Regions from separate parts of the Sus scrofa genome. Here region 2 is linked to region 1. A link is a contact called in public Hi-C data. All regions are on one chromosome and are shown on one strand. The core of a region is the stretch at or near the end of the contact, and the rest is flanking DNA. Distances in the headings are between cores, read along the strand shown. Region 1 overlaps LOC110260223 (a long non-coding RNA gene). Region 2 overlaps LOC106509952 (a long non-coding RNA gene).

What was found. Hi-C and Micro-C count contacts between places; a contact is called where the count stands out from the background.
Region 2: a Hi-C map of fetal liver shows a contact between it and region 1, with 2.9 times the contacts expected there. The contact joins two enhancer-like sites. A contact is called at or near these places in 3 of 47 Hi-C or Micro-C datasets (fetal liver, liver and skeletal muscle).

The regions. Positions count from the first base shown.
Region 1 is chr4:11,952,530-11,956,585 of Sscrofa11.1, reverse strand. The region is part of intron 2 of LOC110260223 (a long non-coding RNA gene); the gene reads left to right. Among named protein-coding and RNA genes, the nearest start is that of MYC, 510 kb to the left of the region's middle. Within about 2 kb of position 2,350, at least 6 of the 83 cell types and tissues checked have an H3K27ac peak or open chromatin away from gene starts, as enhancers often do. A contact at or near this core is called in fetal liver and liver, where this site is marked.
Region 2 is chr4:12,196,363-12,200,749 of Sscrofa11.1, reverse strand. LOC106509952 (a long non-coding RNA gene) reads left to right here. Exons shown (of 6, transcript XR_002343095.1): 5 at 4,092-4,202. Among named protein-coding and RNA genes, the nearest start is that of MYC, 260 kb to the left of the region's middle. Within about 2 kb of position 2,834, at least 12 of the 83 cell types and tissues checked have an H3K27ac peak or open chromatin away from gene starts, as enhancers often do. A contact at or near this core is called in fetal liver and liver, where this site is marked.

The sequences.
Region 1 (4,056 bases), core at 1,101-3,600:
TACTTAATTGCTGAAAGCTAACTTTCTAAAAAATATGTCTTGATTTTTAGCTCTCACTTAATCACCAAATTCAGTCATTTATCTCACTCTGTCCATTCTGTATCCTCAGTTTTTTCTCAGTGTATCCACTTCTCTCCTTTATTTTTTTTGCTTTTTTTAAATTTTTTGTCTTTTGTCTTTTTATTTTAGGGCCGCACCCATGACATATGGAGGTTCCCAGGCTAGGGGTCAAATTGGAGTTGTAGCCGCTGGTCTACACCACAGCGGTGCCAGATCTGAGCTGCGTCTGCAACCCATACCACAGCTCCCGGCAACGCTGGGTCCTTAACCTGCTGAGCGAGGCCAGGGATAGAACCAGCCTCCTCATGGTTGCTAGTCAGGTTCATTAACCACTGAGCCACGACAGGAACTCCTATTTCTCCCCATTTTCACTGCCATTGCTGTAGGTCAGTCTAACTTTTGCTTATAGTACCTCGATCCTAGTCATCAGCTTGTCCTTCCACGCAGGAACCAAAAGCGTCCTTCTAAAGCAAAATCTGGTCCTCTGTTTTTCTCAACAGAGAGTTAACTCTTTCAAGACCAGCCTAGGGCCTTGTTTCCTATGGTGCTCCTGAAACCTAACGGAAAGCCTCTAACAGGACTCTCTCAATAAACACATTTGATTAAATTCAACTCTTACCTCTCCTTCTATTGTATTTCTTTTAATTTTTTTATTTTTTATGGCCACATCCATGACATATAGGAGTTCCCAGGTCAGGGATTGAATCTGAGCCACAGCTGAGAACTGTGCCACATCTGTGGCAATGCCAGAGCCTTTAACCCCCAGTGCACAGCTGGGGATCAAACCCGTGCCTCTGAAGTGACCTGAGCCACTGCAGTCAGTTTGTTAACCCACTGTGCTATAATGAGAACTCCTTGCAGGCTCTTCTTTTGCATCCTACCTCTCCAGGGTTTCTCTAATCCTAACATCCTCTATTCTGATGTGGAATTCCCTTCTCTCTCTCATCTTTACAATTTGAGAGCATCATCTTTCTAAGAGAGCAGCCCTCTGCCTTAATCACAGTGCCTAGCCCATAGCAGATTTCTAATACAAGTTTGATGAATAAAAACCTTACATGAATACCTAAGGGGAGCCACGAGGATGTCAGAGAACATTTTGCAGAGTTTGCAAACATCCCACAGCCTATTTGTAGTTTCCAATTGAATTTTATGTGGTGGGAAATGTATTCATTTGGGCTGATTTGGGCCAGAAGGGATTTGGCAAGTTAATCCGGTCCATTCCCCTGACTCCAGGCAACATTTCCCAAAGTCCTCTAAGCTGCTCTAGGGAGCCAGTGAATTTGGGCAATGATTTATCTTCTACTAGAGACTGAGATTCTAAAGATGAAATGACTCAACAGTAGAACGAACTCTTTAATTTTTATAGTAGTTTTAAGTCTTACCTTAGTCTTTCCAAACCCAGGAATCCCGGGGCCATTTCGTCCCACTAATATCTGTTAACATCCTATAGATCCAATGTGCCAATTAATCTAATTTGGAAAATATTAGCCTAAGCAAACCTTTACTTTTTGTGTAATACAACTTTTACAAGGTGAAGATAATTTATTGCAATGAATATTCTCCCTGCTGTAAGAGTCGATCATATTTAGAGGAACCTTAAAATGACATATTTTTTTTAACCTGCCAGAGCAGAAGCAGGTTTTAACGTTTCCTTTGTCAAAGTAAGCCTTTGCCTTTCAATGGGGGGAGAAAGAAAGTGGAGGTAATTATACAGTGATGGGAACTGTTCTTTATTCTCTCATCGAGTGCCAGTGTCAGTCTTCTCAAACAAAGGTGCTATTGAACTTGTGAATCATACAATTGGTTTTTTCCAATTTCTGGGCATCACCTGGGCTCAGTAGGAAAGGGTCCTTGGTACAGGGGAAAGCATTTGTAGCCAGAGGTCTATTATTGCGCCTTCAAGCACTTCATGTAGTTATTCTGCACTTGTTTATTCCCTTCTGCTTAGTGTAGACAATATCCGGATCTACGAAACCCATTTGTGGCCTCCGTGAGTGAGTGAAAGTGGAATCAATACATATGCCATTTTTGCCCTCCACTATTAGGACAATCATTTGGCACCACGCCCCATATTTTGGGCTTGCACTGTCTCGATAAATCTTCACAGTTACCTGGGAGATGGTTTGCACAACCAGATCATAATTTGGGAAAATGAGGCTAAGGGACTTGGTCGCATGCTGCTGTCATCAGGGGACAGTGTCATAGTTCTAACACGGGGCATATCCACTCCGTGGCTCATTGCTCTCACCGTTGGACAGGGTGATGTCATCGGTAGAATGTTTGAAGGTTGAACTTTTGCTCAGGGTCAAGGGCAAGCTGGTCTGGAACAAACAGCCACCATGTCCTTTGTGTATGTGTGTTTTAGGAGCTATCACTCAGCTGCAGCAGCAGGAGAGGAACTTTTCCATCCTATCTTAGGCCTCATGCAAATTCCCTCCTAGCAATATAGCTTTGTGGAGAATTACATTTCCTGCTGCAGTGATTAGATAGGCGGGCTCATTTAAGTCCTATCAGCCAGAACTTAGCCCTGTACTTTGCTCGTAAGTTTATGAATAAGCTCTTCATGCCAGCTTTCTTCTCTCTCTCTCTCTCTCTCTCTCTCTCTCTCTCTCTCTCCTTTTGGTAGGGGGATAATAATTCAGACTCTTTGTTTCCCATTTACTTCCATCAACATCATTTCCGTTGGGATGTGCCTATTGTCTTGTTTGCCAGGCAGGTGGTTTTATCTGCATTTGTGGGTGGCAGAACTGACGACCAGAGGCACCTAAGAGCATGGTTGAAAGTCACATGGTTTAGCATTTTATAAACACCTCATCCTAGTGCTTACTAAACGATATGGTATCCCTTTTTTGTTTGTTTTTGTTTGGTTTGAGGGGCCATGCCCATGCAATATGGAAGTTCCCAGGCCAGGGATCAAATCTGAGCCACAGCTGCAACCTATGTCATAGCTGCAGCAACACTGGATCCTTACTTAACCCACTGCACTGGCCTGGGGATAGAATCCATGCTACCCCAGAGACAACGATGGCGCTCTTGTTTATCTGTCTCTTTTTCCCATGGTAAAAATAGTGAGAGTATCTTGAAGGTAGAAATTATGTCTTTCAGCTGAGTTTTCCTAAGATGTAAGAGTCCAGAACATATAAATACGTAATACGTTTCAGAGACGGACCCTCAAATGGAATCTGGGATTCCAGGTACTCTCGAATTTTCACCTCTTCAGACTTTGATATCTAAATGCCAACCTGACATCTCCACGAGGATGCCGGAGGCATCGTAACAGTAACATGACCACAGCAGAACTCTTGATTTTCTTTTGCAAACCTACTTTTCCTTGGATTTTGTCCGCTAGGTAGCTTTACCGTTTTGCATGCCAGAACTCTGAGTTATCTTTGAATTTTTTTTTTTTCCTTCCACCTTCAAGGTCTAATGGGTCATGAAATCCTCTTGACTTGCCATTGAAACACATCCAGAATGTCCCACTGCTAACCTACCTCCCTGTTTCTACCCCAGTTGAAGCCACCATCTCCTCTAGCTTGAACCACTGCAAATATTTTCCTCCCTGGTCCTCTTTCTACTCTTGTCATCCTATCATCCATTGCCTACAAAGCACTTGGAGTGATTTTTTAAGAAGGCAAATAAGACTTAAATGACTCTTCTGTTTAAAACACCTTGCTGCCTCCCTTATCACTGAGGGAAAAAAAACCTTCAAAAAATTTCCCATGGTTTGTGGTTTGTGAAACCCTCTGTGATCTGCTTCTGCCACCCTCCTTGACTGGATGCTCTAGCAAGCTTCATAATCCAGCCCTGCTGACCTTCTTGATGTTCCTTAAACTTTCTAAGTTCAACTCTGGCCCAAGGGCCTTTGCACTGGCTCTTCCTTCTGATGGGATTGTCTTGGCCCATCAGCCTGGTAATGTGGCTGTTCCTTCTCGTCACTCAAATTTCAGCCTAAATGCGACCTTTTTAGAGAGGCCGTCCCTGGCCACCCAGTTTTAA
Region 2 (4,387 bases), core at 1,585-4,084, 240 kb before region 1:
GGTGTTGATGGCTTCTTTCACTTGGGTTCATGGTCTCCAGGTTCGTCCGCACCGTCTTGTGTACCTGTGCTTTATTCCTCTTTATCCCGTGGACGGATATACCCCATTTTATTTGTTCATTCGTCAGTTGATGGATGTTGGGCTTTCCCACTTTTTGGTGATTATGAATAATGCTGCTCTGAAGGTACCAGGTTTTCTAACTAACTAACTAACTAACTAACGTATGTTGGTTTTCATCCTTCTTGAGTTTACATACCTAGGAGTGGAATGGCTGGGTCGTATGGTGACTCCATGTGGTAGTTACCTTTTGAGGAACTGCCAGACTGTTTTCCAAAGCACCTACGACTGTTTTCTGTCCCCACCAGAACTGCCTGTATTTGCTTATCATTCATGCTTGTCTTTAAAGATAACGTGATTCCATTTATATGAATATTTTTTAAAATTTTATTTAATTTTATTCTTTTCTTTTTTGGCCGCCCCATGGCTTGTGGAGTTCCCAGGCCAGGGATCAGACCCAAGCCACAGTTGTGACCTGTGCCACAGCTCCTGCAGTGCCCAATTCGTAACTCACTGCGCCAGGCCAGGACTGAACCTAAGTCCCAGCGCTGTTGAAATGCCACCCATCCCATTGCACCACAGCGGGAACCCCTATATGAGTTGTTAGAGCACGCAAAATTCATCAGTTGTGCTAGAAATCACCCCAGGGCTGCCTCTGGGAGGCAGGCAGAGGGTGCTTGCTGGTAGAGGGAGATGTTTTGTGTCTGGGTGATTTAGTGTGTTTGGTGTCTGCATTTGTCAGAACTCACCAAACTGTTCCTTTAAGATCTGGACATTTCACTGAGTGTTAATTATACCTAAATTAAAAAAAAAAAAACCATACAAATGAAAACAACATAGGTGGGGCGGGGAAAGAAAGAAATATATAAATAATCTCAGGACATGACTTATCTTATCCACCTTCCCCTGGGCAGAGGGCCTGAGCTGGGCAGGCGAGGCCAAGCGTAAAGGGCTCTTAATTGATGTGATTAACTGTGTCTCAATAGGGAGCCTCGTTAGCATGAGGGTCGATGGAAAGGAGGTTATTTTTCATTCTCCCAACTAGGGGATGGCTGGAAGAGGGGCCTGGGGGCCATTTGGGGCTGTTTCCTGTAGGGGGGCGGGCAGGGGGCAGTGGGAGGTCCTGTCCCTTCTGCTTAGAAGAACCACGTTTTCCTTCGGCATTAAGATACTTTTCCAAAAAAAATCATTTTCTCAGTTGCTGCAAAAACCTGTGCTCTGTTTTCCTCTGTGGAGAGGAGGAGACCTACCTGATTTTTTTTTTGGGGGGGTATGTTTTCTAAGGTTGTATCATCCAGTAGAACAAAGGATTTAGACAGAACACTTTAATTTTTCCTAAATGCATTAATGGCTGATGCACAGTCACCAGGAAACAAACTAAAAGAAGTAAAAGGTTTTATCTCTCTCTCTGAGAATCTGCAAGGAAATGTGGATTGAGCTAATTCACAGAAAATTAGGATTGGAAAGTTGTCACTAATTATCCATGTAAAAAATTATAAACATTTAAAAATTAAAAACCCATGTAAAAATGTGTTTATAAAATCACAAAAGTGTATCATTTTATTTGTATACTAGGAAAAAAATATATGTATTTGGCTAGAAAAAAAAAAAAAAAGCCTAGAAGTATAAACACCACCGGGGGGGATGTGATTACATGGTTTTTTTTTCCTTATTCCTTAATCCTTAATTTTTCCCGATGAGCATTTATTATTCGTGAATTAAATTGTTTGAGGAATTACTTTGGTTTCCTCACTGAATGGGGAAATGAGTTTCCTTAGGCTCGCTTCTTTCTAGAACAGACCCTCCCCTCCCCTCTCCTTCCCGCATTGCTTAGAGGGTATGAATTTTGAGGCAGCGCTGCATAAAGCACTGAACGTGAAGTCTGGGGTTAGCCAGATCCGGACTTCGGTCTTACAGGATGGTAGGCATGTCACAGATCTTTTTTTTTTTTTTTTTTTTCTTTTTTTTTTTTTTTTTTTTTTTTTTGTCTTTTGTTGTTGTTGCTATTCTTGGCGCTCCGCGCATATGGGTTCCAGCTAGGTCTATCGAGCTTAGCACCCTACGCCAGACACAACGCGGATCGAGCCGCTGCGACTACACCACAGCTCACCAACGCCGATCGTAACCACTGAGCAAGGCAGGACCGAACCGCAACCTCATGTTCTATCGATTCGTTAACCACTGCCCACGGAACCACAGATTTTCTGTGTCTTGGTTTCCTCATCAGAAAAATGGAACCGATAACACCCCAGGGCAACAGATGTGAAATATACCTGGGAAAACCCCAGCACCAGCGGCTTGGTATCAGTTCAGTCCTTCCTTAACCCCTTTTAGCCTGACATCTTCCTGGCACCTTGGAAACTAGCTAAGCCAGATGGCATCTGATAACGGGACTCCATCTCTGATCGTTGCAGAAACTTAAATACACCTGCAAATCCTGGGTGAGGAGGGTGTATGTTCCAGCACTTGGCGTGAGTGGCTTGACATTAAACAAAACCTCCCTCCCCATGCCTAAGTGAAGAATGCTCCCTGCTGGAGCTCACACCTCTCACCAGCCAGAGGTAGAGCCGATTGCAACAGACATCTGGCTGACAGTATTATTTATATTCCCTCCTGTAGTACCAGTCCCTGCTAGTGGTGGGTTTCGGTCTTCAAGCCTCCTGGTAGTGATACAATGAAAGCGTTCTCTTCCCGCAAATCACAATAGCGGATGTAGACCCAGGCCTCATGAGTTTTGAGTATCGGTTTTTCCAGGGCTGGGGGAGGGGTCAGCAGAGGGTGAGTCAGAGTTTTGCAGAGTCTGTTTACACTGGTGGAGCACACAGGGCACACGTGGGCAGAAGCAGGGTGCACACATGCAAAACTGAGCTGCTGCCCGGTTGTCTCTGTTTCACCTTCGCTTCTTAGGTCCCCTTTGTAACCCTCCTGCATCCTCCAGAATTGCCTCCCCTAGTCCCTTTTCTCGCCTTCTTTTTATGGCCGTGGTTTTCAAACTTCAGTTTGCAAATGATCACCTGGGAATCTTGCTAAAATGTAGGTTCCTAGGCTCCTCCGCCTGATTTTCTGATAGAGCGGCTTGGGGGACGGGGGCAGAGGAATGTCCGGAAAATGGCATTTTCACCAAACATCTCAGCTAGTCCATCGGACCAGGAAGGCACTGCCCTCTAAGCAGAGTCCCTGGGACTTAACGGTATTTCAGGGAGCCACACATAAGTTAGCAAATGAATAGACACAATTATTTGTCTCAAAATAGGAAAACGAAGCTACAAGAGTTAAATACTGATACGTATTTATATGAAATTTTAGAGCAGCTTCTCAAGTTCTAGTCAATTTTTGCAGTTGCATGGGAATTAATTTTTTTTTTCTTTTAGTGGGGGCAGGGTAGATTTAATCTAGTTGATATGCTGTATGCTGGGCTTACAAAAACCGTGAGAAAGCCTTAACCCATTGGATCCTGTTCTCAGGAGAGCCCCAGGTGATTTCTTCTTCCTAGCATTTTCAAGGTGAAACAACCGTTTGAAAATTTCTTCGAGGGTTCTTCAATGGTTTTTACCATCAGAGAGACGGAGACCTAGAGGGAGAGTGACTCACCCACAGTCACAGAGTTCCCTGAAGCATCTAGACCAGAGCCGGCCCGCATAACCCTTGTGCGCATGCGCGAGTCTGCAGGCGCTTGTGACCAACTCCCAGCGGCCTCTTCGTCTTTCTTTCGCTCTGGCTTCTTTTCCCTTTGGACTGGTCCTTAGGCCAGTCTGAGCCCCGAGGAGAGGAAGAAAGGGAGCGAGGATCCCAGAATGGAAACTGCTAACCACAGGCCTGGCGCGTGGCAAGGCCAGTCTTCAGCTTAATCCCCAGCAGAGGACCAAGGGCTGTATCACGCCCTGAACTGAGGCACGAGGAGCTGGCAGGCTTCTCAGTAGCAACTTGAGCGCCACTAGTGCTGGGGGTTGTACGTGGCGGGGGCATCGGCAGACGTAGAGCCCATACAGCCCGGCCCTGGGGAACTTACGTTTATTCATCCATTCGTTCCGCAGACACCTGCTGAGCGCCCTACTGTGTGCCCCGCCCCCTGAACGAGGCAGCCTCGGAGCTTGGATCCTAGTTGGAGAGACAGGCAATTAGCAGGATGGCAGATCCACATCCAGGTAAGGCGTTTCAGAGTGCACAAAGTCCCAGGAAGAAAGAAGCTGAGAAGGGCAGTGGGGATGCCGGCCCTGCCCAGTGGCAGCGCTGGATGGCCTCTCGCCCAGCCAGCAGCCGCACCTCACCTCGAGGTAGAGGGTCGCATTAGAAAATAGATGATGGCTGGGCTTTGAGCCCAGTGGCCGCT